Regions from separate parts of the Mus musculus genome. Here regions 2, 3, 4, 5, 6 and 7 are each linked to region 1. Evidence: chromatin contacts called from public ChIA-PET, HiChIP or PLAC-seq, Micro-C and promoter capture Hi-C data. All regions are on one chromosome and are shown on one strand. Each heading gives the region's core, a stretch centred on a gene start, on an enhancer-like site or on the middle of the called end of the contact. The rest is flanking DNA. Distances are from core to core; before and after follow the strand shown.

Evidence for each region. Promoter capture Hi-C pulls out the DNA fragments that hold promoters and counts their contacts. A called contact is a pair of places that touch in the nucleus more often than the background predicts. ChIA-PET counts read pairs in DNA pulled down with a chosen protein or histone mark. HiChIP or PLAC-seq counts read pairs in DNA pulled down with a chosen protein or histone mark.
Region 2: a promoter capture Hi-C map of liver shows a contact between it and region 1, with 3 times the contacts expected there. The contact joins the enhancer-like site here to the promoter of Otud3 in region 1. A contact is called at or near these places in 3 of 39 promoter capture datasets (cranial neural crest, liver and neural stem cells), 13 of 484 Hi-C or Micro-C datasets (the C2C12 cell line, the G1E-ER4 cell line, bone marrow-derived macrophages and 9 more), 9 of 115 datasets of contacts at active chromatin or transcription factors (bone marrow-derived macrophages, embryonic basal ganglia, embryonic forebrain and 6 more) and 3 of 9 other capture datasets (adipose tissue, embryonic stem cells and pancreatic islet).
Region 3: an RNA polymerase II ChIA-PET map of memory CD8 T cells shows a contact between it and region 1, with 34 read pairs. The contact joins the promoter of Ubr4 here to the promoter of Otud3 in region 1. A contact is called at or near these places in 3 of 39 promoter capture datasets (cranial neural crest, hippocampal neurons and pre-B cells) and 5 of 115 datasets of contacts at active chromatin or transcription factors (astrocytes, bone marrow-derived macrophages, embryonic forebrain and 2 more).
Region 4: a contact with region 1 is called in an H3K4me3 HiChIP or PLAC-seq map of forebrain, with 5 times the contacts expected there. The contact joins the promoter of Mul1 here to the promoter of Otud3 in region 1. A contact is called at or near these places in 7 of 39 promoter capture datasets (cranial neural crest, embryonic stem cells, hematopoietic stem and progenitor cells and 4 more), 2 of 484 Hi-C or Micro-C datasets (the G1E-ER4 cell line and embryonic stem cells), 13 of 115 datasets of contacts at active chromatin or transcription factors (astrocytes, bone marrow-derived macrophages, craniofacial prominence and 7 more) and 2 of 9 other capture datasets (embryonic stem cells and liver).
Region 5: a promoter capture Hi-C map of embryonic stem cells shows a contact between it and region 1, with 2.8 times the contacts expected there. The contact joins the promoter of Camk2n1 here to the promoter of Otud3 in region 1. A contact is called at or near these places in 2 of 39 promoter capture datasets (cranial neural crest and embryonic stem cells), 1 of 484 Hi-C or Micro-C datasets (embryonic stem cells), 15 of 115 datasets of contacts at active chromatin or transcription factors (astrocytes, embryonic basal ganglia, embryonic forebrain and 7 more) and 2 of 9 other capture datasets (adipose tissue and embryonic stem cells).
Region 6: a promoter capture Hi-C map of second pharyngeal arch cranial neural crest shows a contact between it and region 1. The contact joins the promoter of Mrto4 here to the promoter of Otud3 in region 1. A contact is called at or near these places in 8 of 39 promoter capture datasets (cranial neural crest, frontonasal cranial neural crest, hippocampal neurons and 5 more), 5 of 484 Hi-C or Micro-C datasets (cerebellum, cerebral cortex, double positive thymocytes and 1 more), 7 of 115 datasets of contacts at active chromatin or transcription factors (the 230-238 cell line, astrocytes, cardiomyocytes and 4 more) and 2 of 9 other capture datasets (adipose tissue and pancreatic islet).
Region 7: a Micro-C map of embryonic stem cells shows a contact between it and region 1, with 2.1 times the contacts expected there. The contact joins the promoter of Akr7a5 here to the promoter of Otud3 in region 1. A contact is called at or near these places in 6 of 39 promoter capture datasets (the 3T3-L1 cell line, cranial neural crest, embryonic stem cells and 3 more), 1 of 484 Hi-C or Micro-C datasets (embryonic stem cells), 15 of 115 datasets of contacts at active chromatin or transcription factors (the 230-238 cell line, astrocytes, craniofacial prominence and 11 more) and 4 of 9 other capture datasets (adipose tissue, liver, macrophages and 1 more).

Annotation. Positions count from the first base shown.
Region 1 is chr4:138,912,509-138,916,357 of GRCm38.p6, forward strand. Otud3 (OTU domain containing 3) reads right to left here and starts at 1,460. Exons shown (of 8, transcript NM_028453.2): 1 at 1,102-1,460. The coding sequence starts at 1,319.
Region 2 is chr4:139,271,229-139,275,076 of GRCm38.p6, forward strand. All of the region lies in intron 4 of Capzb (capping protein (actin filament) muscle Z-line, beta), which reads left to right. Among named protein-coding and RNA genes, the nearest start is that of Slc66a1, 38 kb to the right of the region's middle. Within about 2 kb of position 2,238, at least 10 of the 459 cell types and tissues checked have an H3K27ac peak or open chromatin away from gene starts, as enhancers often do. A contact at or near this core is called in cerebellar granule neurons and liver, where this site is marked.
Region 3 is chr4:139,378,677-139,382,422 of GRCm38.p6, forward strand. Ubr4 (ubiquitin protein ligase E3 component n-recognin 4) reads left to right here and starts at 1,983. Exons shown (of 106, transcript NM_001160319.1): 1 at 1,983-2,186. The coding sequence starts at 2,011. It overlaps Emc1 (ER membrane protein complex subunit 1), which reads left to right. Exons shown (of 24, transcript NM_146157.4): 24 at 1-59.
Region 4 is chr4:138,432,950-138,436,869 of GRCm38.p6, forward strand. It overlaps Mul1 (mitochondrial ubiquitin ligase activator of NFKB 1), which reads left to right and starts at 1,723. Exons shown (of 4, transcript NM_026689.3): 1 at 1,723-1,930. The coding sequence starts at 1,811.
Region 5 is chr4:138,452,936-138,456,404 of GRCm38.p6, forward strand. It overlaps Camk2n1 (calcium/calmodulin-dependent protein kinase II inhibitor 1), which reads left to right and starts at 2,213. Exons shown (of 2, transcript NM_025451.2): 1 at 2,213-2,416. The coding sequence starts at 2,251.
Region 6 is chr4:139,351,269-139,354,840 of GRCm38.p6, forward strand. It overlaps Mrto4 (mRNA turnover 4, ribosome maturation factor), which reads right to left and starts at 1,308. Exons shown (of 8, transcript NM_001290810.1): 1 at 1,001-1,308. The coding sequence starts at 1,028. It overlaps Emc1 (ER membrane protein complex subunit 1), which reads left to right and starts at 1,319. Exons shown (of 24, transcript NM_146157.4): 1 at 1,319-1,449; 2 at 2,893-3,017; 3 at 3,544-3,572. The coding sequence starts at 1,352.
Region 7 is chr4:139,308,746-139,312,582 of GRCm38.p6, forward strand. It overlaps Akr7a5 (aldo-keto reductase family 7, member A5 (aflatoxin aldehyde reductase)), which reads left to right and starts at 1,999. Exons shown (of 7, transcript NM_025337.3): 1 at 1,999-2,331. The coding sequence starts at 2,010. It overlaps Slc66a1 (solute carrier family 66 member 1), which reads right to left and starts at 1,963. Exons shown (of 9, transcript NM_145384.3): 1 at 1,884-1,963.

The DNA of each region.
Region 1 (3,849 bases), core at 210-2,709:
CCAGCTTCACTTGATGGTTTGATGTCTACCGCAGTTTGTACTTCTACTGGAGCTAGGTGGCCTCCCTTAACAGTTTTTAATCCCTGAAAAACAAAGTGCTGAATGCCTCCTATGACCCAGGAACTGTTCGAAGCAGTAGCTGAATACAATTAACTCTAATTGCAACTTAAACAAAATACCTATCCAATTTGCCGGAAGCTCTGAAGGCAGGAGATACAAATGGGGTTAGTTTATTGAGTCTTGATCAATAAAATTCAGCGTAGTGTATCAAATGAAGAAAATACTTTATGTAGTGGGACAGAGGCACACATCTTTAATCCCAGCAGATGGCTATGAGTTTAAGGGCAACCTGGTCTACACAGGGGATTCCCGGCCAGCCCTAAGACTACATAGCGAGACTTTCTCAAGAGGGAAAGATTGGTTTGGTTTTGTTGGGTTTTGTTTTTTGAAACCCTGTCACCCTATAGCCCAGGCAAATCCCCCAGTCTCATTGCCACATCTGCCTTTGTAGACTCCTTAGCTGTATTCCATTCTTCCATGGCTCAACCTGACCATTCCTAGAGGAGAACACACTAACAGTGCCTCTTGCAACAACACACCTAGCAGGCAGGCTCCCTCGGACCTGCTAACCCGTTCCTCTCCCCGTTTCTTTATTCTTTTCCTTCTCTCTCCCCACGTTCCTGGACCCATGTCCCCGTTCCATTAAGTTGCTTCCCCTCGCCTTCCTCCGTTCTGTTTCCAGCTGCTACTCTTGTATCCGGCTCCCAGAAACAGCTGGCCCGGGACTCTCATGCCTTTTACTTGGGGAACCCAAAACGTGGGAAGCAAGCTCTGTGGAAGCTACCTTTAGCTCTCCGCCCTCGATACCCCAGTGCAAAAGTGGGCGAGGACACCCAGGAGGGCCAGCATGACACCGAGCGGGACCTAGGTCCTTTCCCATTCGGCTTCATGACAGCTGCACCTCGAGGTCACCTCTCAGACCCGCTCGGACCCTCGGGGGACCCTGCCGCAGCGTTCCACCAAGCCTGACCCTTGCTTCCCCCTCAGCGACCGGCCCTGCGCATCCCCAGCGCCGCTTCCCGCACTCCCGGCCCGCCTCACCCGTCCCCCGGCACCTCCCGCAGCTTCAGCCCCAGGGCCTGCAGTTGGTTGGCGAAGCTCACAAACTCTTCTTCGCAGCCGCTGCCGCCAGGATCGGGCCGGTTCCGCCGCTCCTTGGCCAGCGCCCGGCGCGCCGCCCGCTCGTCCCGCTTACGCTCCGCCTCGGCTCTGCGGCCGCCGCTGCCCGGCCGGCTCTTCGCCGCTTGCTTTCGGGACATGGCTGCGGCGGCACACGGCTTCGCCGCGGAAGGAGCCGAAGCCGGAGCCGGAGCCGCAGAGCCCGGGGCCGCAGCCTCAGCCGGCCACCGGGCGGAGCGGCGCAGGGGGACGACGCCTGGCGACAGCGGCGCGGCCACTGCGCCGGCGCGGTCGCCTGGCAGCCAGGTCACGTGGTGGTAGCTCCGCCCCCGGGGCGGGGCCAGCAGGCACCATAGAGAAAGATAGGAAGACTAGAGAAGCACCTGTTTTGTTGGTTATTTTCTGCCCCCTCGTGGTGGGTAGTGCTCAGTGAGGCGCAGTGGGACCAGACAGGTCAAGGATGACTGAGGATGTCAGAAGAGAGGCAAGAGCAAAAAAATGCGGAAAAGAAGGAAAGGGTGACCGGGCCTGGTGGCGCACGCCTTTAATCCCAGCACTTGGGAGGCAGAGGCAGGCGAATTTCTGAGTTCGAGGCCAGCCTGGTCTACAGAGTGAGTTCCAGGACAAGGAAAGGATGATAAGGGAATATGTTTGTCTAGAATGCGCTAATCCGCAATCAATTACAAACGCCTGCGTGCGTGCACAGACCCTTTAAAAACTCAGCCTACAGTAGCTAGGGAAATAGCTCAGTCCATATAAGTGCTTGCTCCATATGCCAGGTTCGACCTGAGTTCGGATCTCCATCACCCACTTTAAGAAGGGTAGGCCTGTCAGAGAGCCCCTGTGATCCCATCCCTAAGGAGGAAGAGACAGCCCACTGCACTCACTGCCAGGCAGTTTAGCCAATCAGTGAGCTACAAGTTGGCTTACACTTCAAGATCAGCATCCATCCTTGGAGGCCATCAGGACAGGAACTCAAGCAGGTCTAAAACCCCCGAGGCAGGAGCTGATGCAGAGGCCATGGAGGGCGCTGCTTACTGGCTTGCTTCCCCTGACTTGCTCAGTGTTATGTTTTATAAAACGGCAGTATAATGTGGCGGCAGGAGAACCTCAGCAGGCCCATTCCTCTGAGGACTCACCACCATACGACAGGCCTAGAACAAAAGGAAGTTTATCGAGGGAAGGGAAGGGAACCTGGAAAAGGAGTAGAGGCAGAGAAAGGAGGGGGACAGAGAAGGACAGAAAGAGAAGAGAGAAACAGAGGTAGGGTCCAGTCAGGGATATGAGAGAGAGAGATTATGGTTAACAGTGGTCTTCAAACCTGGCAGGGAGAAACGCAAGCTGTTGCTAGGTAACTGTTGGGCAGAGCCTAAAGGAATTGACAACACGCAGCCTGCTTTCTTATAGAACCCAGGACTACACGCTTAGGGATGGCACCACCCATAATGGGCTGGGCCCTCCCCCATTGATCACTAATTAAGAAAAGCTCTACAGCCAGATCTCATGGAGACACTTCCTCAACTGAGGAAGCCAAATAGGCCATTTCCTCCCCAACTTCCTTTTCGGTGATGATGTTCCCTCACAGCAATAAAACCCTAACTAAGACATCCTGTGACAAGAAATGAGATAGACCATGAACTCATTGTGCCTATGGTTACCCACACAAAATATCAAGTCAAGACGGTGATGGAGATTCCTGGGAGTGAGGGACGGAGTAAGTAAGAGTGTATAAAATCAAATGCATTTTTTTACATGGTTGAAGTTGTCAAAGGTGAGGTGTGGGGCTGGAGAGGTGGCTCAGTGGCTAAGAGCCCTTGTGATTCTTACAGAGGGTCTGGATTCAGTTCCCAGGTGCTAAGGTGCTTCATGACCATCTGTAATCCAGTTCCAGGGGAGCTGGGAGCTGGTCCTCTCTTCTGATCTCCACAAGCTCTGCATACACATGGTACACCCACACACACACACACACACATACACACATATACACACATACACACATACATACACATATACACACATACATACACATATACACACACATACACAGACACACACACATATACACACATACAACACATACATACATACACACATACACACATACATACATGCACACACATACATACAAACAACACACATGCAGACAAAACACTCATAAACAAAATAAAAATGTCTAAATCTTTTTTAAAACTAAGGTGGAGAGCAGGATAGGCTGACTCTGGCCTCCATCTACGTGCATACACAGGAGCACGCACACACGGACATGGTGAGCACTCATTGAGAGACATGCTTCTATGTGACTTGGTTTGTTTTTTTTTTTCCCAAAATACAGGAACTTCAACCACAAAAGTTAACTAGCTGAAAGGGCCACGCAGCTGAGAAGCAAAGCTCTGTCTGACTCTGGAGCCCAGATATTTCATTAATCCTGTCCTTCCCCCTTTAATCCAAAGAAGAAAGCAGAAAGAGCCCTTCAGTCCAATAATTGGGATTTCATCCTGGGATGGCCAATCTAGGTCTGCCTGGACTAAAGCTGTTTCTGGGACGCACACAACTTTCTGGTTCAAACTGATAGTGTTGGGGAAAACCAGGAGAGTTGTTTACCCCAAGCCATGCCCACTTGTTGGGGTTATCATCACCGGTGATAATGTCTCTCTCCTCCTGGCTCCTTTT
Region 2 (3,848 bases), core at 988-3,487, 360 kb after region 1:
TTAGCTAGCCTGGCTGGCCAGCAAACCCACACTGCCCGGTTTTATGTGGGTTGTGGGGATCCCAGCTCACATGCCCATGCTTACATAGCAAGCACTTGGCCCATTGAGCCACCTCCCCAGCACCTACAGGTTTTCTAGCTCTGAAGTCATGTATTCAAAGCCTCTAGCCTAAAATGAGTTTCCAAAAAAAGAAAAAAAAAAACAGCTTTGGTGAATCGAAGTGGTTTGGTAGTCCCAGGGCCCCAAGTGATGCCTTGCTGAAAGACTGGGCTCCACAGAGCCAGCTGCATTTCTGTAAGGAGTGTCCATGCAGAGGCAATGGCTGCAGTGTTGAGTGTAGATGCCCCATCAGATCCCCGAGCCCCTCCAGTCACGGCTGTTCCCAGAGAGGTCTTCATCATTTTCCTTCGAGTAAAAAAACAGAAGGCTGTAAAGAGAGACCATAAAGGACAGCCGCGGCCCAGATGTGCACGTGTGAGCATGGCTGGCATTAAAGTCACACATGCCTAAGTCGATCGGTATGCTTGCTCAGGGGATTGTTGCACCTGTGTGTACTGGAAGGAATTTCCACAGAATCCCTGCCCCTTGTCTGTGGGCAGACTGAGACATGTTCTATAACTGGTAAAAACAGCTGTTATCGCACAAACAAGGGTGACTGGGATCTGTATCTTATCTGAACTTAGCCATCCAAAGCCAAGGTTAACTTTTCTGCTTTGTGTGTAGCCAAGACTAGCTCCCAGGGCCATGGAGGTGAGACTTTGCTCCCATCAAACAGCACTTCATGTTTCTGCAGGAAGGCCTCCTGAGCAGTTCAGCGCATATAGGGGCCAAAAGGGAATAGTTGGATGCTGCTAATAGGCATCGAGGCAGGACTCTTGATCTGTCACCCTCTCCTGTCTCTAGACATACTGTCAACAGACACCCTTACACTGAGCTGGTATAACTAGTTAGAACAGCATCTATTGCCCAGCCCTGCAGTTATGGACGTCTGCAGTTCTCTGAGCATCACTCTGGCCCATGTGGGCAGCTCCTGGGTTCTCCTCTTGGCCAGAGATAGGCAAATCAGGAGTTTGTAGCCAGGGGTTACAAAGGAATGTTAGTCACAGATAGGAGGCAGCCAGCTTCAGCACCTGTCTGGGCCACTGGGGCTCTTCTCATTCCCGAGCTGAAGTTAAGTCGCTCTCGCCTGTGAGAAGCATCCTTCTCGCATCAGAAGGATGTGAAGGGTGATCCAAGAAGCCAACCACTCTTGGTAACTGAGGACTTGGCACTTAGAGACTGGGGAGGAACATGAAGAAGTCACTGTCTGGGAGCTAGAACCTCGATTCATGCTAGGATGTATCTGTTCTGTGGGTTTTTTCTCCCTAGCACAAACTGTCATCAAGCAGGAGAGCCTTGCCTATGTGACCTTGTCCCTGCCAGTCTACATGATAATCATAGTAAAAATGTCCCATCGGCCATCTGACAATCTTGTGCTTCTAGTTAGTGAGGTCTCAGAAGGCCCTGTCTGTGACAGAAGGGTGAAGTGGGCAAGGGGAAAGTTTCAGAATCCAAGAGTGGCTGCCACTGCCAGCTTGGCACAGATGAAGGGCATCCACCGGTTAGACCATTCTAACAGGTTTACTAGACCCTGATATACCTTTGCGCCAACCGCCTTAGTCATCGGATCTCTCAGAGGTCTCGAGACCTTCGTTTGTCTTGATCTGTCTTCATCTTGACAGAGGTGCCAGAGTCTAGCCCCTCCATGACCTCGTTTTCCCCTGCAGCGCCCTCGCCTGGGCCTCACTGTATCTGTCTAGAAGGCATTCATACTCTCTCGCCTTGCCTCTTCCTCTCATATATTCTGAGTCACAGAGATCTCTGTGGGAGGGTGGCCCAGGGCCTGTGAGTGACAGCAGAGTCTGAATCCATGCGTAAGAAGACAAGTTGCTGGCCACAGGTGTCCTTGGGGCGGCTACAGGCTCGGCGTGAGCCTTGCCGTGGACTGCTAAGCTGAGTACTGTTCTCCCACCATAGGAGGGGCCCTGGTGAGCTGTAGACAGGTGGATCATAGTGACAGGAGGGACACACTGCAGGATTGAAAGACTGGGAAACTGTAGGAGTCCATGGGAGCCATCTGGAGTTCTGTGGGAAGACAGGGTGAGGAGGTTGACCTTTCTGCTCTAGGTGGTTGTAAGGTGTTCAGCTGTGCCCAGTGTCTGAAACAAACCTTTGCCCTGGGAGCTATTGAGTGCCTGTGCCTAGAACTGTGTAACAGGAGCTTTTGAGAAAGATGGAAGAGGTTATGAGCCAGCTCTTATGACACTCAGGTTCCCACGTGAGGAAACCAATCAATATTCCCAGCTTTGGTTTTAGCCTTATTTTAGGGGTGTGTGTGTGTGTGTGTGTGTTTGCATGTGTGTCCTCATGAGAAGCCAAAGGAGCCCTGGGGTGTCTTCCCCTACTGCTCTCCCCCTTATTCCTATAAGGTAGAGTCTCTCACTGAGCCTGAAGCTGGCCTTTCACTGAGAGTAGCTGGCTAGTGAGTTCCCTGGGTTTGCCCGTCTCTGCTCCCCAACACTAAGTTGACAGGTAAGCACAATGCCTGGCTTTTCTTTTTTGTTGATTGTCGTTTGTTTTGGATTTTCTGTTTTGTTTTGATTTGATCTTGTGACAGGGCCTCACTCTGCAGCCTTGGCTAGACTGGAAATCACTCTGTAGACCAGACTAGCTTCGCCTGCCTTTGCCTCCCAAGTGCTGGGGTTACAGAGGTGTATACCTCTACATCTGGCCTCAGCTTTTTTCTCTTTTTAGCGTACTTTTTTAGTGTATTTATTTTACATGGGTGTACATATGGAGATCAGAAGACAGTCTGTGGGAGTTAGCTCTATCCTTCCGCCATGTGGGCCCGGGGATTGAACTAAAGTTGTCAGGCTTGGCAGCGGATGTCCTTACCTGCTAAGCCACGTCACTGACCAAGGCCATCTTTCTATGTGGGTGCTAGTGACTCAAAAGTAGATCCTCTTGTTTACACAGAAAGTTCTCTCGCCCGTAGAGCTGTCTCCAGCCATACCTTTACAGGCCCTTGCCCACGTTGCCCAGCTCTAGACCGTCCTGCCTCGGCCTTCTGAGGGTGGGCTTATAGGTGTGCGGCCATCCCTGGACGCCTTGACTTTATTTAACCAATCAGAAGAAGCTTCAGAAGAAGACCCCCACCTAGCATCTTTGAGACTTCATCTCTTCCTTAAGCCTCTGCCATATGGGTCTGTGGGCCTGGGTCAGCACCGTGGAGACTAGAGTCTCATGGCTTGAGCCCAGACCGGAGGCAGTTACCCGGGCAGATGCCCATGGCTGAAGGGAGGTCCCTGTGAACCCTAGAACCACAGTTAGTTTCTTGGAGGGCACTGGAAGGTCAGCTCCAGCAGGAATGTCCTGGCCTTGGCCTTGCTGTTTTGTTCTGTTTTTAAGGTTGTGGCCCGGGACTCAGTGCATGTGAAACCTTTGCATTCGGACCTGGCCACTGTTCCAGGAGGCAGGATTGTAGGCCAGCTTCCAAAGCCACTCAAGGCCCATCTCCTCGTTCCATCTGCAGCTCGGGCTGGCCAAGGCTGCCATTTGGGTGGATCACAGTTACAGCTCAGGTTCCCAAAGCAACTTTCCATCCACGGGCTCTGCACACCTCGGCATCAAACCCTCCACAAGGTCCTCGGGCCAGGACCCTTTTTACTTCTCTCCAGGAGGTCACTGTGAGTGTAGAATGTTTTCGCTTTTTGGTTCCGCAGTGCAGACTGTGGCGTGGACTCCGAATGTGACTGATGATATGCAGCTGGAAAGGGGTTTTCAGAGACTCGGAAGACAAATCATGATCC
Region 3 (3,746 bases), core at 733-3,232, 470 kb after region 1:
CTTCTGAGCCTTGAGATTAAAAAAGTGTGGGCCACCATGCCTGGCTTCATATTATTTTTACTATTTGTGTATATTGTGTTTTGCCTGTGTGTATGTGTATCATATGCATGTCTGGTGTCAAAAAAATCCAGGGCTAGGACATCAGACCCCTGGAACTGGAGTATAGTTAGAGCGGTCATGTGGGTGCTGGGAACTGAAACTGTGCCCTCTGGGAGAGCCCCTTTTCTAATTCCCTTAACATTTGTTCTTATTTATGTACATGTGTGTGCCCCAGGCTGGGTGTGGGGAAAGGCCCAGAGGGTGTTAGATTCCTTGGGGCTAGAGTTACTGTAGCTGGGAGTCTAGCTGCTAGGAACTGAACCTGGGGTCTCTGGAAGAGCAGCCTGTGTTCTTAACTGTTCAACCATCTCTCCAGCCCTGCAATTAATTCTAAATTTTCAGGTCACCCCCCCTGCCTCTCGGAATTAAAAGTCCTTCATTTTTAGTTCATAAAATATTACTATTCTGGAAAGTACTATCTTACCTTTTAGATTGGAATAGTGTTGAAACTTGTGCTTCATCTAACACTGCTTTTCAGTGTTATCTAAATTTATGTATGTTATTTTTTTGAGGCAGAGTCTTGTTGTATATTCCTGACAGGCTTTAATTTGCTACGTAGACCAGACTGGTCTTGAGTTTGTGGTAATTCTCTGCCTCCCCAGTGATGGCATACCAAACACTTTAAATAGATTTATGTGCGCGCATATATATATATATATATATATATATATACACACACACCATACATGTGTGTATATGTGTGGAGGGTGTGTGCACCTGGGAATGGAGGTTTCTATAGAGTCCAGAAGAAGACAGCAGATCTCCTGGAACTGGAGTTACAACCATAACAGCTAGACCTGGGTGGTGAGAATGGAACTGTCAAGTTATCTCTTGAGCTCCTCAGTCTAAATTTACAACATAGATGTTATCCCAAGAACCTCCACTACTAAATTATGTATTTGAAAAGGAAGATGTTTATTCCGAGTGCCTTGACACCCCAAAGCCAGAAATATGAGACTTGTTATTACTGCTGATGGCCAGACGTGGTGATGATCTTGGCACTTTGAGAGGCTGAGGCAAGAGGATTGTGTTAGTGTTCCATGTCAGCCTGAGCTACAGTGGAAACGCCCGAATAAAATAAGACCATCCTCCCCCTTCCCGACAGAACTATAAACAGGTGTGGACACCCACACCTGTAATTCCACTGGAGGTGAAGATAGAAGGATTGCTGAAATCAACAGTCAACCCAAATAGGGGCCCCTGAAAGACTGCTGCGATGGCTACTAATGCTTACCCTCTGGGGTCTGAGGGAGGAAGGTTCGCAGACAATTTGGCCTATAGGGACCAAATTTCAAAAAAGCTTAACGTTCTCTCTAGATTATTATCGAAGGAATTCTAAATATATAAAGAAGTGGCTGCGAAATAGGAATTCATGAAGAAAATCATTACTAAGCGAAGGTGTGCGCAGAAAGTTTGCCAAGTGGTAAGCGCTAGAATGGCTGGCTGCTCATGCGGTACACTGGGCAGAGGAAGTGACTAACACTGAGCAGGTTGTGGCCTCCTCTCCCCCCTGTCTGTCCTAGGATGGCGCCGTTCAGACATCTCTTCCGAATCCAAGTCACAAACTTACATTTCCAGGAGGTTGGGGAACCATATTGCCGCTTATTGCGGGGCCCGCGCACGCGCGGTAGTTACTGCTTCCCGCGAGCATGCGCAGGGTTGCTCGCCGCCATGGCGCACGCGCAGAGGGCATTGCTCCTAGCCCTCCTCTGGCATTTTCAATCGTGCGCAGGCGCACTACCCTGGGTTAAGCCCGCAGAAGTCAGAGGCCGTCCAGGTCTTTGCGTTTTTGTTGGGCGACCCGCGGCGCGCTGTCTGACGCGCACGATTGCGTCACTTCCGCCCCCTCCCGGGAGGCGGCGCTGGGCCGGTGGCAAGCCCCCGGAGGGAGCCGCAGTAGTACGACGAAAGATGGCGACGAGCGGCGGCGAAGAGGCGGCGGCAGCAGCTCCAGCGCCCGGAGCCCCGGCGACCGGGCAGGACACGACCCCGGGCTGGGAGGTGGCGGTGCGGCCCCTCCTGTCCGCGTCCTACTCCGCCTTCGAGATGAAGGAGTTGCCGCAGCTGGTGGCCTCAGTCATCGAGAGGTACCGGGCGGCGGCGCCGGCGGGCGGGGTGGGGGGGGAGGGGAGGACGGGCCGGTTCGTGAGTCCACTCTGTCAGGGAATCCACCCCACGCATGCCTTCGGGACTCCCGGGCGCTGGGAACGAGAGCGCCTCTGGTTTCCACCCAGCTCTGGCGTGAACCATCCCTGACTTGATTTACCCTCCGGAGCAAAACTTTTATGGTTGCTCTGGCTGGAGGGCGTGGCCGGACGCATTTGAGAACTGGCTATTGAGATGCACGGTGCTGCTGGGCCAGTGTCACCCGGCCCGCTGCCCCCGGCCCCCCCCCTCCCCATCCACCTCAGTCGCGTTAAGGTCAGGGCGTGGATGAGTTTGCATTTCTCCCTGTCACCAGAACCGGAGGTTTACTTTGGAGAGCTACCACATAGTTTAATAACGGTCTTTCTTTGGTGCTATGATAACTGGGGGCACGTGCTGTTTCTGTGACTGAAGCCACTAGTTACCACTGAATACTTCGGTTTTACTTTGCACTGTAATTGCGTATATCCGAGATCGGAGTCCTTCTCTTTCTCAATAAAATGCTTTACAGACTCTTATTTACGGGACTGTTCCTTGGCTTGCTGTTAATGTGTTCATACCTTTGTATACAGATTGTTAGATTGCAAGAGTCGTATTTCTTCATGGGAATGTGGTGATCTCTGTGTCTACCTTTTCCTGACTACGGGGCTCAGAGCAAATGAGTTTAATAGAAGACTCATGCTTTTAAAGCCTGTTTTCTCACTTTCGTTTTCCTAGCCAAACCAAGTTTACTTGCCCCAGTAACTCTCTGAAATTGCTAAGCGGGTCATTTTACCTTGCTGGTCAGCAGGATATGTCTAAAGGTTATTTGGAAAGTTGTGTTATTTGGAAATTGCTGTGGTTTGGCATTATTATTTATCACAACAACTGTCACTGCCTGTGATGTTTTGGATGAATGATCTTTAACAATTTATAATAAAATAGTGTCTGGGTTTGATAATTTAAGTTCTAACAAATAGATTTTCTTGCTTAATTATGCCCAAGGTTGTTTTGAAGATGAAAACAAGTATCAGAAAGTCTCAAATTATCTAGCATCTTTTTATTTTACCTTCTTTTCCTCCTTTTTTTTAAAAAAAATCCACGTGTATGTGTGTCTGTGTATTCGGATGCCCCAGGAGGCAGGAACAAGGCTTCAGATCCCCTAGAGATGGAGTTAGGGGCAGCAGTGACCTGCCTGGCACTAGCACTGGGATCTGAACTTGGGTTGGAAGAACAGGAAGTGCTCTTAACCACTGGACCATCTCTCTGCCCTATTGTAATTCAATTGTGTGTGTGTGTGTGTGTGTGTGTGTGTGTGTGTGAGAGAGAGAGAGAGAGAGAGGGAGAGAGAGAGACGAGAGAGAGAGAAGAGAGAGAGAGAGCACGCTTGTGCTTGAGCGCACTCTGGAGATCTGAGGACAAGTTTTAGGAGTTGATTCTCTCCTATCTTAGTGTCCAAGAATTGAACTCTGGTTATCAGGTTTGGGTGCCAACCCCTCAGCCCATCCTCAGCCAGCGGCAGC
Region 4 (3,920 bases), core at 473-2,972, 480 kb before region 1:
ATGTTGGCAATATACACGCCATAGCCTGTGAGCGGAGATCAGAGGACCGTGTTTGACAGTCGGTTCTCCTTCCATCCCGTGGGTCCCAGGGACTGAACTCAGGTTGGACAGCAAGCGCAGAGCTTTACCGGCTAGCTGTCTTAGCACCCTTATGCTGGAATTCTTCTCTGGCAAGAGCCTTTGACCAAATTGCTGAGAAACGTGCTTCTTTTTCCTGTCCCAACGTTTTTCCTGCCTCAACAAACGTTTCAAATTTTATTCAACCAACTGACTATTGGAATTAGATCATTTTTATTCTTTTGTTATTTAAAAAGCACTCCAATGAATATCATTAGGTCTATTTTGAGGAATTTAAAGGATAACCTATAGGACACTGCAAGGAGAACCCAGGCTTTGCAGGCAGATGTGCTGGCTAAGACTTGCGGCGACTCTGATGTCTGAGAGGAGTTGGACGAGTTCTCCAAAGGTCACCTGGGTTGAAGCCCATTATCATTTTTAGTTAAAGGTCTGAGTGTATTTATATTCTCCCCACCACTTGTTTTTTTGAGACAAGGCTTCTCTGTGTAGTCCCAACTGTACTAGAACTCGTTCTGTAGACCAGGCTGGCCTTGAACTCAGAGGTCTGCCTTCCTCTGCTTCCTGAGTGCTGGACTGTGTGTATTTCTTAACCGAAGCCTCAGTTTCCTCTCCTGAAACTCTACTGTGGCAGTGGTTGAATGCATCAAATGCTGGTCTGGAGTGACTGGGACGGAGCTAAGTGGAAGAACACTTGAAACCCTGGGTTTGGTCCCTAGATAGTGGAGTGAAACACAGGCCAGGCCTAAGAAATACGAACTACAGTACAAGGCATATAATAGTCACTCAATAAAAATATTTGCTGTTATTATTAAATAAGCAGTATGCTGTTTTGGGGGTGGCGTGGCAGTAGATTAAGAGCTATTTTCGCGATTCAACTGGTGTAGAATCAATTCAACTGGTGTAGTGGTTGAGGGCTTTGAAGCTGGACTAATTTTTCTCCAGCTCTCCTTTGCAGTATGGCTCCGACCATGTTCTCCATCCCCTCTGGCCCCAGTTTCTTTTTTCTTCTTCTTTCTTCTCTTCTTCTTCTTCCTCTTCCTCCTTCTTCTTCTTTTTTGGTTTTTCGAGACAGGGTTTCTCTGTATTGTCCTGGAACTTACTTTGTAGACCAGGCTGGCCTCGAACTCAGAAATCCGCCTGCCTCTGCCTCCCAAGTGCTGGGATTAAAGGTGTGCGTCACCACGCCGGGCTAGTTTCTTCATCTTTAAAAGCCAGGTTTCAAGGTTCTCCGATAGCTTAAAGCCTAACACTTCTTGGTGCTGAACACGCGTTTTACTCAGCTCCCCATCTGACGGCGGCGACATCAAATAATCCAGCAAGGGCTGGAGAAACAGACCAGTGAGTAAAGGTGCTTTGCCACCATGGCTAAGAACTTGAGTTCCATCCCAAGGACCCATAAAGTAGGAGAAACCGGGACGCTCAGATCGAGTCCTGCCCTCTATAGGTGCACCAAGGCACGCTCTCATAGGATAAATTAGATGTCATTTAACAATAACGGAGCAAGAACGTCTAGAAACCCGGAGGGAGAGCTCCCACGTGACCACAGCCAGCCCCACCGGTTTCCCAGGAGGCCGCAGTAACGTCGCAACCACCTAGGCAACGTCTTTGCTCCACCCCCGTCCTCCACTTCCGGTTTTTACGTCATCGACGGGCGACGGGTTCCGGGAAGGGCTGCGCGGCTGCGTAGGGGTCGCAGGTGATTTCGAGGCGGCTGGTGCGGCTTGGGGTCGCCATGGAGAGCGGTTCGCGACCGTCGCTCGGCCAGGTCATCCTGCTGGGCACCAGTTCGATGGTCACCGCCGTACTGTACTCCATATACCGGCAGAAGGCCCAGGTCGCGCAGGAACTCAAGGTCAGTGCGGGGGGTGGGGTGGGCAGCCCGGTCTCACTGGCAGCTCGCGCCGGGGCGCACCGGGGAGCCACAGGGCCCCAGACGACGCGCAGCCAGAGGGGATCCCGGGCACCTGCTGCAGCGAGGCTGCCCCCCCCCAGTGACCCTCAGTGTCACTGGACGTTATTGCAGTGCTGTAAAACTGTTTCTCGAAAACCTGCTGGGCACCAGGTAGTGAGAAAAACAGGCCATTGTCCTGGTGCACAGTGCATTCTAGGTCAACCACACGCCTACACGTAATTGGATCGTGTGATAGGGCGAGAATCGGGTTGGAGTAGGGCAGAGAAAAGCGGAAAGATAGGGAAACGGAGAGTTCCGTTCCTTTTGCTATAGTAAAATATCTGACAGAAAGCAGCTTAGGAGAGGGAGAAGGGTTATTTCGTTTGTAGTTTCAGGTTACCATTCATCATCGCGGGGAAGTCCAGGCCAGGAACTTGAGTCAGCTGCAAATCACGTCTGAGTCGAGAGAAACAACTATTAAACAGTCCAGAGCCCAGACCTAGAGAATGGTGTCAGTCACAACACAACAGCGAGTTTCCCCCCTTCAGTTAGAGCTATCAGGACAGTGTCTAAACAGCTATGCCTACACAGGCTGACTCAATATAGACAGTTCCTTGTTGAGACACTCTTTCCAAGTGATTCTAGATTATGGCCATTGACAGGGGGGCGTCGCCATTTTAAACAAGGTGATACTTGGGTCGGAGATGGAGGATGTGAAGATATGTAAGGCAGGGGTGATTCCAACGTGAAGAACAGCAAACTTAGAGGCTCATTTGGAGAACAGAGAACTTAAAGGCTCATCTATTTAACCGCTCCGCTCCAGGTTTCTACAGTCATTTCTTTGTATATTATAGTTACTTTAAAACTACATTCTCATTTGAGGGTTGCACTTAACAGCTCAGACGGCACATTTCCGTCTCTGTTTTATTTTTGTCTCCAGTCCCAGGTGATCTTTTGGCCTCTATTGGGTACCAGGCATGTATGTGATACACAGACATGCATGCAGGCAAAACCACCCATATAATAAAAAGTAATAAGGTAAAGATGTGAAAGGCCCTTGCTTTTGTGTTAGGACCCAGAGATAAAGCTGGGGTGGAGCGGAGCCCCCAGGGGTCTTCGCCCTCACTGGCTTGTCGCTGTTAATTTAGCTTTTGTAGTTGGCTTGTTGAGGACTGGTGGCTGAGGCTGGCTCTTATGGGTACCGTGGCACAGCTCTGCCTGGAACTCCAGCAACACGACACTTTTTGTCCTCCTTTCTTAGTTGACCGCCTTGCTCTGTGGCACCTGTCAAGCTGACGAACCTTGAAAGGGCGGGGGGATCATCTTCATCTCTCGGTTCTTACCTCAGCGTGTGACGAGCAGTAGCTGCCCAGCGCATGGTGGTGGTGTTATGCTGGCTGGAATTTCACAGTCCATCAGCCAAAGACTTGTTCTGGCAGTTGTATGGAAGATGGACTTTGGAGCCCAAGTCTTATCACCAGGTTGGTTTCAGTAAGGGCTCAGAAACAAAACCGTGGAGTTCTGCAGTGAAAAGGATTGGATCAGAAGTTCCCAGTGTAACGAGGCAGAGGCAGGTGGGTCTCTGAGTTCAAGGGACACCAACCAACCAACCAAACAAACAAACAACCCAGAAAACCAAGCACAAAAAGACAAACAAAAAACCCAGAACAAACAACAACAAAACAAGTGAAGGACACCTGCAGATGAACGATACGTCCTAGGCCAGCCTGTGGTACTTGAGACTTAGTCCCTAAAAGGATGAAATAACCCTTCCTGGAAAAAGCTGTGGGAGCCCTAGTGTCCGCTTGCACCTGTTGGTCAGGTCACAGCTTACAGAGCTGAGTTTGTACTTACTCCCGTGTTTTTCCTGGTGACACGAATGTTTGATTATTGCATGGCTTCTGTCGTAGGGTTTTACTGCTGGGAACAGACACCATGACCAAGGCAACTC
Region 5 (3,469 bases), core at 963-3,462, 460 kb before region 1:
AGTGGGGGAATGGTTAAAGAGACGCACCTTCTCACAGAGGGAGCCATTTCTTATTCAACTACTGCACACCCACTGACAGCTCCGCCCCCGGGGGCCTTCTCCTCTTTAACTGTCTTGAGGGGCACACCGGCAGTTGGGCAGGGGAGACTACTGGGGTTCAGGGAGGATAGACCCCTTGCCTAAAGTGTCACTGCAAGGGAAGCACAGGGTTGGGGTTCAAGATCGGGCCTGTACCCAGAAGTCAAGTTTATTCCACCTGTCACAATCTATTTCTCCACCCCTTCGTCTTCGCATCCTGAGGTCTGGATTCTGGAAACCAGCCAGCCCTTTAACATTGGGGGGAGGGGGCACGGGTTCTAGGCTGCGTCATCCCTGGCTGATGGCAACCCCCTCCCCTGCTCTCCGGCGAGGGGGCGGGGTGCTAGGTGAGTTAGGAGCCTAATGACAAGGATTAGCTTCCTAGCCCTGCCTCTCTCCTGCAGGCTGCTGACCTTGGACTGGTTACCCCTCGCTGGGGTTAGGCCAGCTCTGCTGAGCAGGTCTGGTCTCCTTGGGGAGAGCAGGTGCTCCAGGCTCAGGCGAGGATAATGAGCACTCCTCACGCACCTTGCCCCCTTGAAGTTACCATCTGGCAGACAGATGCGCCTGCCAGGCCTCCTGGGCTTCCCGGGTCTCCCTCCCAGGGTGCAGGAGCACGCTCCGGGTTTTGAGGCTGCAGTATCTCTCCAGAGCTTTATTAAGACTGTTGTTATAAGAGAGGTCCCGGAGGGCAAAGGGCTGCAGGCCCGGGGCGTCCCCAGCGAGTCAGAGGGCTCTAGGAGCCGGGCATCCCGGGCAAGCCCAGAGTAATGAGGCTCTCCCCTATCCCGCGGGAGGCGGGGCTGCCCCCTCCTCCCCTCCTTCTTGTCCCCGGGGTTGGTGCGGGGGGAGCCAGGGCCCCCGCACAGAGGGACAAGAAGTGAGAAAAAGGCCTTCCTGGCAGATCCAGTGGGCACGGGGATAGAGGAATGCCCGGCAGGGTCTAAGTGGGGCACAAGTGTGGTGGGGGAAGGGAGAGGAGTGCCCGCGGGTGGCCCAGTACGCTCCGATCCTTGACCTCTGTAACTGGCCTCCAGGGAGGTCAGCATCCGCGTCCTTCCCGGCCGGTGCGTCCTCGGTCCCCTCCCCTCCCACTGCTTCGGGTTCCCCTCGGGAGTCACAGCCAGCCGAGCCGGCGCGCACAGGCTCCGGGTCGGGTAAACACCGCGCGGGAGGGGCGCGGGCCGTGCGGGGCGGGGCGGGGCGGGGCGGGGCGCACCGGGGCCCCTCAGCGCAGGCGGGACGGAGGGAACGGGGGCGGGGGCAGGAAGCCAGCCGCGGTCCGGCGCGGCCCCGTGACGTCGCTTAGCTTCCAGGGATCTCTCCCCGAGGCCCACGGGTCCCCTCCTCCCTCCCTCCTCTGGCGCCTCGCTTTCAGCCTGGGCTGGCATTCTCCCTAGCAGCTCGCAGGCTGCTCCTTCGTCCCTGCCTCCCTCTGTCCCCCCTCTCTCCTCCTTCCTTCTCCGACCCTCTATTTTTCCCTCTTTCGCTTCTCCGCTCTGCCTCTCCGATCCAAATCTAGTCTCCCCCCTTTTCTTTTTCTCCCTCCTTCCTCACCCTCCCTCCTCCCGCCGCTCCCCTTGCCTTCTTCTGTCTTTCTGTTTTTCTCCCCGTCGCCCTCTCGGTTTCTTCCCTCCCTCCCTCCCTCCCTCCGGGTTTCCTCCCCCTGCCCTCCCTCCTTTTTGCTCCCCTCCCCCTCGGCCGCTCGCTGCTTCACAGTCCCCGAGTCGCCGCCGCTGCCGCCGCCCGCATCCGCGGCAGGACTGGCCCGCGCGCTCCCCGGGGTGCGCCCACCTCGGTCCCGCGCCCTCCGGGCTCGCAGGGACACCCTCCTCCCCGCGCGTCGCGGCCCCGCCCGGCTCGGCCCCCGCCCCGCGCCCGAGAGCGCCGAGGATGTGAGTCCTGCCCGCCGCTGCCGGAGCAGCAGCCACTCGCGCGCGGAGCCCGAGCGCAGCGCAGCTCAGCTGCGGGCGCTCGTTGGGTCGCTCGCGCGGGCTGCGCGCTCCTGCCCCAAGCGGTGTCCCTCCCCGGCCTCTCGCCGGCCCCAGCGCCGCGGCAGCCCCGAGGGCCGTCCCCGGCCGGCCATCCCCGGCCCCAGCGCCGCTGACCCTGTCCTCCGCGGGCGGGGACGCGGGCGGAGGAGGTGCCGCCTCGGAGCCCCCGGACGCGACCATGTCGGAGGTGCTGCCCTACGGCGACGAGAAGCTGAGCCCCTACGGCGACGGCGGCGACGTGGGCCAGATCTTCTCGTGCCGCCTGCAGGACACCAACAACTTCTTCGGGGCTGGGCAGAGCAAGCGGCCTCCCAAGCTGGGCCAGATCGGCCGGAGCAAGCGCGGTGAGTTCCCCGCCCCTTACCCCCTGCGGTGCTGGTGCTGCAGCCTGGCTGGGGCTCAGGGGTCCCCGCGGTAGTAGGAGGACCATCTGCGAGATCTAGGGATCCCTCCTGCGGCGGAAGCTGGATCAGGCCTCGGGCAAGAGTCCCCGCTTGTCCGGGCCACCAGCGGGGTCACCCGGGGGCGTGGTAGCCTCTACTTGCTGCCGAGGCCCAAAGGTTATACCCGCGTCCTCAACCGCACCAAAGTTTGCTTTTAGGTTTCACACCCCTCCCCCTTTTTGCGCAGTGGAGTCGCATCTGCACTCTCTCTGCTCGGCCACCCTGGGGTAAGGGGTCCTGGAGCTTCTTAGGGGTCTGCGTGGGGCGCTGCAGGGGAAGGACCTTAACTCCCGCGGGGAAGGGCGAGGAGCATTCAGGTCGCACTGGCTTTTCACTGTTACTTGGCAGAGGGGAGAAGGGTGGTCTAGCCTGAGATATTGGAGTTGGAGAAGCCCCAGGGAAACCGAGACTCAGGGTGCTGCCGGAAAAGACTGGGGTGGCGAGGTGAAGTGGGGAGATGGTCGGGAGACCGAGGTGGGCTGAGAGCTAAAGCGAGGGAGCTGTAAGGGAGCCTGGGACTCAAGTCTAGGGAGGACGCTGAAGTGCTGGAACAATGAGGGTGACAGACAAGGAGACCTACGGGTAGAGACCCAGAGTTCTGGACAGGTGATCTGATCATCCAGTACAGGGACCGGTGGAGGGACTGAGAGAGGCCAGTGGAGGCAGTGAGGCAGGCGGAAGAGGCAACTGAAGGTAAAGCCCCAGGCGGCAGCGAAGGGAGGTTCTGCCCTTTGCGGTGGCACAGAGAGCGGAGGGGCGGAGGCTACAGACCGGGGAACGGGGAAGGGAGAACGGGAGGGGGACACCCGTTCAGGCCAGGCCTAAACTTTGCAGCCGCTGATCGGCGTGGGAACCTACCCCAGCTTTCCTTCCTGCTCCGGGCATCTTTGAACCCGGCCTGGGCTACCGCCACCAGTGATCTGAAGACCTCAGTTTCCCTTTCTCTCCTTAAGA
Region 6 (3,572 bases), core at 58-2,557, 440 kb after region 1:
TTACAAGGCACACAGTCACACCCAGCCAGTCATTCCCGGACTCTCCACCGCTAGGATTCTGGTGCGACTTAGCATGCTGCAGGTGGTTGCTGGCCTTGCTGCCTTCATATTCTCTGTGCTATCAAGGGACCCTTTCAAAGCAAAGCCACACCAAAGGCTGGGTCTTTTCCTCTAAGCCCACTTTGTTCACTATGGCCACACTGGCTGTCCCACAATATGTTAATCACACCACAGACCCCTTTCATTTTGTGTTCCCTCTATTCCAAACGACCTTCTCTAACCGCTGAGAGTTTTCCTGACAACATTATGCAAAACACTATCACTCCCACCTGCTCCATACTCCACTTGGACTACCTGACACATTATACTGACTTGACAGGGGTATAGGAGACAGACAGACAGACACACACCCCTAACTAAGGTGGTGAGTCTGATGAAGCCGGACCCTTTTTGTTCAACTGTCTTGTCTTCTAACACCCACAAAAGCGCCAGCCCGCTAGCTTGATGTAGTGGCTCAGTATGGAATCCTAGTATTTGGGGCCAAGGCAGACAGTTGGAAGAGTTCAAGGCCCCAGCAATAAATAGACAAACAAAACATGCAGTAGTCGAAACTGTAAAACCCCTATTTTCTTGAGATAATGAGACCGTCCTAAGCAAATCTGAGCTACATCGTCAAGATCCTCTCTCAAACACACACGGTCGCTCGCACATGCCAGGGGATGTAGACCAGTGCTATGTGGGTAGTGTTTGCCTAACAAGAGCGTACTTGGTTTAGTGATGCTGCCTGTAATTCCAGCAATCGGGAGGTAGAAGCAGCAAGGTTAGTTGTGTAAGACTATCCTGGTTGGCAAGTTCGAGGAGAGCCTGGGCTATGCGACTGCTGTCGGCCCGGACCAGTTTCCAGCTCTCTCGCTATCTCGGCCGGCCGAGCCTCTCGGAGAGGCCCCGGCGTCTCACCCGCGTCCCCCTCGCCCCCTTGACGCAGGCCCCCCGAACCTACCTTTCTTGTCTCGCTTGGATTTGGGCATCGCGGCAAAGGCACGTGCGGCGGAAGACTGGGCGGCCGGTTAGGACCCGGCTGCCGCGGGGGCTTATGGGACGGCGCTCGGGGCTGCCCCTCGCGTGTGCCTGAACTGTGGCGAGCCCTCTCTTCCCCGCCTGCGCTCCGCCCAGTGTCCTGAAGGCCACTTCTCTGCCCAGGTCCCGGGTCCCTCCAGTCCCGGCGGCTTCCGAGTCCCGAGCACTCCACCAAGTCCCTCGCGAACCGGTTCCTCTCTATGGCTCTGCGGAGGGAGGGGCTTGAGGCCCGGTGCATGCCGGGCTGGCGGCAGGCGGTGCTTGGGCTTCAATCATGGCGGTCGCGGTGGCGTCTGGGTTCTGGATCTGGGCTGCTGTGCTGCTCGTCCCTGCGGCCGCGGTCTACGAAGACCAAGTGGGCAAGTTTGACTGGTGCGTACAGGTGACGCTTCTCCAGGACGTCGGTGTTTGCTTCCTCAGCATCTGTCTCCCTCCTGCTAATCTGAAGGAGATTTGCTATGGAGCCGAACCCAGACTATAACTTAACGGGGGTGCGGGAGGGTGCTTTCAGGGAGAAGTGAATGAATGAATGAATGCTGCACCCTGTGCAGAATGACAATGTGAGAGTCTCCTCTTCAGATATGAAGAGTCGTAAGATGTCAACCCAAGAGCTTTATGTTAAGCATGGAGGGAGCTCTTTAAGCCGCCCTGTGTGTGACGGTGCAGATTGCTCCGCAGTGAAGGCAGGCTTTAAGGGTTTTGGTCAGAGGTCACTAGTTCCCTCCTTTCCTGTCATGTCCGATTTTGTGGCTGTCAGGTTTGTGATCTTCTGGGTCCCAGGTCACTAGCCCCAGTGAACTTTAAGCCTGAAACTAGCTGGTGTCACTTAGTCCACTTGTCTCACAAGTTCTAAAGTGAGCCTTTTCCTCTGAGGGACTCTCTGGGTGCAGTGTGGCCTCTCCCTCTCCAAACTGACATTCGTTCGCTCACCCCTTCCTTCTGACTGTGCTTATTTCAGATTGAATAAGCATTTGGCTACTTATCAGTTGTATGCTTCTGGGGAAATTGACAGACAACTAACACACACACACACACACACACATACATATGTATTTTTTTTAAAGGTGTTCATTTTGGGTCCTGGTCCCAACAATCATTAGCCTATCTGGACTTTGGTGGCTCACAGCCATCTGTAATGGGATCTGATGCCCTTTTCTGGTGTGTCTGAAGACAGTGACAGTGTACTCACATACATAAAATAAATAAATAAATCTTAAAACAAAACCAAACCCCAAAGCCGGGCGTGGTGGCGCACGCCTTTAATCCCAGCACTCGGGAGGCAGAGGCAGGTGGATTTCTGAGTTCGAGGCCAGCTTGGTCTACAAAGTGAGTGCCAGGACAGCCAGGGCTACACACAGAGAAACCCTGTCTCGAAAAACCAAAAAAAAAAAATCAAACCCCAGAAGCTCCTTTAAAACAAACTAGGCTAAATAACACAGTGGTCTAAATGAGAGATGTCATCTAAATGCCAGGCTCAATCAGTGTGCCTCAGACAGCAGCATTTCCCCATTGCAACAGTGTGCAAGCCGTGCCCCTGGAAGTCTGTTGCCGCTAAAAATTAATTAGGCCGAGGACTCTGGGGTGTTGCCTGAGTAGGTAGGTGTTACATTTAGCTGGCAGACTGGTATTGTCTCCCATGTATATGGTGGCAGTTCTCTCCTGCCTTCTTTTGCTTCTGAGTACGTTGCACAGAACTCTTGCGTATGCTCGGAGCTCTTCATTAGCACGCACTTCTTGCGTGTGCTGAGGGAGATGTGCTGGTGTGAGGCAGCAGTTTGTCTTCGTGCCCTGACGTTCCCCTGCACTGGTCCTCAGGAGACAGCAGTATGTTGGGAAGATCAAGTTTGCCTCCTTGGAGTTTTCCCCTGGATCCAAGAAGTTGGTTGTGGCCACAGAGAAGAATGTGATTGCGGCGTTAAATTCTCGGACTGGAGAGATCTGTGAGTGAACTGCGGAGACCAGAGGCTTCTGGGAAGGAAGCTGACTGGGTGCATCTGAGCGACCCGTGGCTTGCCTTCTTTTTATGTTCTCTAGTCTTGTTGTCTTTCACTGGGTAAATTTGTCGCACTGCCTTTGTAATTCCTTCCCTCTGTCCTGAAGGCCTTTAAGATAGCACTGCAAGCCGGGCGTGGTGGCACACGCCTTTAATCCCAGCACTCGGGAGGCAGAGGCAGGTGGATTTCTGAGTTCGAGGCCAGTCTGGTCTACAGAGTGAGTTCCAGGACAGCCAGGGCTACACAGAGAAAGCCTGTCTCGAAAAAAACAAAAAACAAACAAACAAACAAAGATAGCACTGCAGAAGCTACATTCTATCCTGTTTTGCAGTGAAGCCTTAGCCGACTACCCTTGAATTATCCCTGCTGCTGGGATTGTTTGTTAGATAATGCTGTGCAAATGAAGGCCTCAGCCCCTTCCTGGTCACAGTGGCTCTGGCTCGAAGCAATGTCTGACTTTCTTATCTCTCAGTGTGGCGCCATGTTGACAAAGGCACAGCA
Region 7 (3,837 bases), core at 749-3,248, 400 kb after region 1:
CCCATCTGACCCAGTGAGAGTGATGGCTTAAAGATGAGACCCCAGTATCTTGACCACTGTGGAGCCTCTCCACACCAGTGGAACCAGATGAACGGGGACCCTGGGTTCATGCAGCTCTCCCAGTCTCTGCAAAGACTCCTGATACCAAAGCTTGGGTCTAGGACCTCATAGATGCTAGTTAAATGGTCTAATGCTGAGTTGTATCCCCCACTAGTATGAAGGATTCTGACTCTCATGGTGCATGTCCTTAAAGGCTGGTCGGGGAGACAATCTCCTACAACGCCCATTTCCCCTCCAACTCCAAGGAAAGCCAGGCAGGTGCTCCCCACCAAAGCAGATGCAGGTTCCATTCTGATACTGGATCAAGTTCAAAATCACAGAGGCAAGGTCCTAAGGACCCCAAGAATGACCCTCCTAACCTCATCTCCTGCCCCAGGTCCTCAGAGTCCCAGGCACCTGCACAGCCTCTCTCTTCCTCTAGGGAATCCTTCTCTATCACAAATGCCTAGTAGAGATACCCTGACCCATTTCTAACTTGCCTATCCAAGGGACATTGCCGCCACCGCCTCCAGTCCCCTGGAACACAATCCTGGAGAAGAGGCAACACTGTCCCTGTTAACCAGTGTTCTTCAAGCAAGTCTCTCTCCCCTCTCCCCTGTCTGTATCCTTCCCAGTCTCGTGGGTCTGGATGCACCAGCTGTACAACAAAAGGCTCGGAAAATGTAAAGGAGAGGGAGAGGGAGAGGGAAGGAAGCATGATGAAGAGAAAAAAAAAAAAGGAGGAAAGAAACAGAACAAGAAAAAAGAGGGGAGGCGGGAGCGGGAAGCGTATGCAAGGAAACTTGTAAATTGAGCGGGCCCAGGGCTGAGATGTCGCTCTGGGCAAGTGTTGGAGTTTCAGCATTCTGATGTATACAATGAAGGAAATCCTAAAAGGCACTTACTTACCTCCTAAACTGCATGCAGACTACAATAAAACCCAGGCCAAACCTCCATATCCCACGCTAGTCAAGTGCTCTACCACTGAGCTACATACATTCCCCACTAGGGGATTGGCTTTCGCGGCTCATGTCCGTAAAGGCTGGCCAGGAGACAGTATCTCCTGCCACATCCAGCTCTTCCCCAATTCCAAGCAAAGCCAGGAAGGTGCTTCCCACCAAAGCCTATCTGGCACAGTCAACAGTAATATTCTGTTCTTGCTGTAGCCCCCTGGACCACATTGTAGCATGGAGTACACACGAAGTGAACCTGAAACTACACACTTCTTTCTTTCTTTTTTGGGCAGGTGGGAACGGGAGCAGTTTGAGACAGGGTTTCTCTGTGTAGCCCCTGGCTGCCTTGAAATTAGCTCTGTAGACCAGGGTAGCCTCGAACTCAGATATCCGCCTGCCTTTACCTCACATTTCTAACCAGCCCTCTGTGGAATCCTGCGGTGAGCTTGGCGAGGAATGGGACATTCTGGGTTCCCTACCTGCAGAGCTACGGAGAATGTGTCAGGGGAGCGCAATGGCTCCGGGATCCTACCCATTCCTGGCCTCCAAACCAAGGCTCTAACTCCTTCCGGTGACTCTGCGGGTTCGGAGGGATAATGATAGGGCAGCGGCTGGGGCAAGCGCCGCGAGGCCCCCACCCAGAGCAGGGAAAACAAGGCCGCCCAGTCCAGGGAAGCCGAGAGGCCGGAAGGCAAGGACCTGCAGGTAAGAAGTGGGGCCGTCCCGGATCCCTGGCCAGGTTGGGCAGAGACCCACGATCCCGCTCCCCAGGAGGGGACCAGCGCCGGGGACCGTGCAGAGCTGGAGGAGGGTGTAGAAAAGACTTAGCTGGGCGCGTCTGGAGTCCCGACCCCCCAGCCCGGGACAGCCGCCAGCCCCCTTCATCCTCACCAGTTCAAGATCCACAGCCGGTGTCAGCTTCAGGATCCGAGCCCGCCGGGATCAGCTGACCTCCGCGAAGTCCCGCCCCCCGCCGTGGGCGGAGCCTGAAGCTTCGAGTGCGCAGGCGCAGTCTCCATGCTGCGTGCAGCGTCCAGAGCCGTGGGCCGCGCTGCTGTTCGCTCCGCGCAGCGCTCCGGGACTTCGGTCGGGCGTCCTCTCGCCATGTCCCGGCCTCCGCCACCCCGCGCCGCCTCTGGCGCCCCTCTCCGGCCCGCTACGGTGCTGGGCACCATGGAGATGGGGCGTCGCATGGATGCGAGTGCTAGCGCCGCTTCGGTCCGCGCCTTCCTGGAGCGCGGCCACAGCGAGCTGGACACGGCCTTCATGTACTGCGACGGCCAGTCCGAGAACATCCTGGGCGGCCTGGGGCTCGGGCTGGGCAGCGGCGACTGCACAGGTAACCGCTGCACCCGGCCTCCCCCGCCCCCCGCACCGAGTAGAGCTGAGCCGGTGCCCGCAACCGGCGTGCACCAGCCAGGATCTGCATCCAGGAGCTTCGGAAGCTCCGGATCCACAGCTGGGTCTACCCCAAGCTCCCAAGGCAACTGGAGTCCTGAACTAGTGAACTGAACTTTGTCCCGCCTCTCCTTAGAAACTTCTAGTTGCAGCTACCGAGGCGGGTGCGAGGAAGCTTCCTACGCTAATGTTTAGCCTACTCTGGGCGCTTTGCTTCCTACCGCAATCCCTGCCTCCCGGCCAACCGTTGTCCATAGCCGCCCCCCCACCCCCGACACGCCCCCCATCCCCACCAGGCTTTTTGTTCGTGCCTACCCCTCTTGCCCTCACCACCTCTGCGCTCCTGGAGAATGCTTATCATTCCGGTCTTTTGTCCGGACTAGACTTTGTCCCGTGCAGTCGACAGCACCTGTGGATCTCAAGGAGACCTGTGGCAACAATGCCTAGGGCCCAGCTGGGGGCAGGGGCGGAAAGGTGGCGTCGGGAGAGGGCATTTCGGCCTTTGTGCCCATTCTCTGTGCCAGGTCTTACAATGGCAAACTCTGTAGCTCTGTAGGCTACCGTGGGAGAAGTGATTTCTCCACGGAGAGTTAAAGGTCCAACGAGGAAGACTGTAGCCGCGATTGCTGAGGAGTGCAGGAAAGAGTAGCTTGTCGGGAAGAGCAGTAGGCAGAGCCCATAGAGAACTGGGGATGGGCCCTACAGTGTAAGTAGGGTGCACCGGAGACTGCAATCCTAGCTATTGGAATATGGAGTTTGAGAGTTGCAAAGTACGTGTGTGATCAGTGACGCGTGTCCCGCGTTGGAAGGGGAGGGGAACCGCCCTTCATTTGCTTGAAGCTATTGGAGTCTCAGGAGGGTGCCTGATACGTAAAGAGGCCTCACTTTTACCTGTTCTGAGGTTCTTCCTCCCGGTTCCTGTACAGTGGGCTCCATAGACTCACATGGGGTAAAGCTCACTTAAGTGAGTGGATCTCTCAAGCCGAATGCTGTAGAGTTCACCTGGATGACATACATTACTGATAATGAACATTTCAGTTTTCTCCCCCAACCCCCCCTTCTTTAGCCCATTTCTGCTTCTGAAGACTCAATGGGCCAAAGTCCTCAGGCAAAAGGTTACAGAAAGAATGCCTTGGGGCTGGGGCGGGTGTTGTAGTAAGGAGATGCTGTGGTCTTCTAGCCTTTATCCTGTGGGATCAGAGGGCTCCCCTTGTTCTTGCCAGAATCCATCCATCCTTCCGCCGTCGTCCATCAGTCCAGGTAGTTGGTTCCATATCTGGGAAGAAACAGTGCAGAGCACTGAGGAGCAGCTACAGTACGCTTGCATTACAGGCTTCTGAGGGTCTGAAAGGGATTTGTGTTAAGATTGATGGCTTTCAAGGAACACATTCAGGCCCCCGTGTCTCTTCCCTAACTTTTTTTTTTTTTACCTGCATGTATGTGTGAG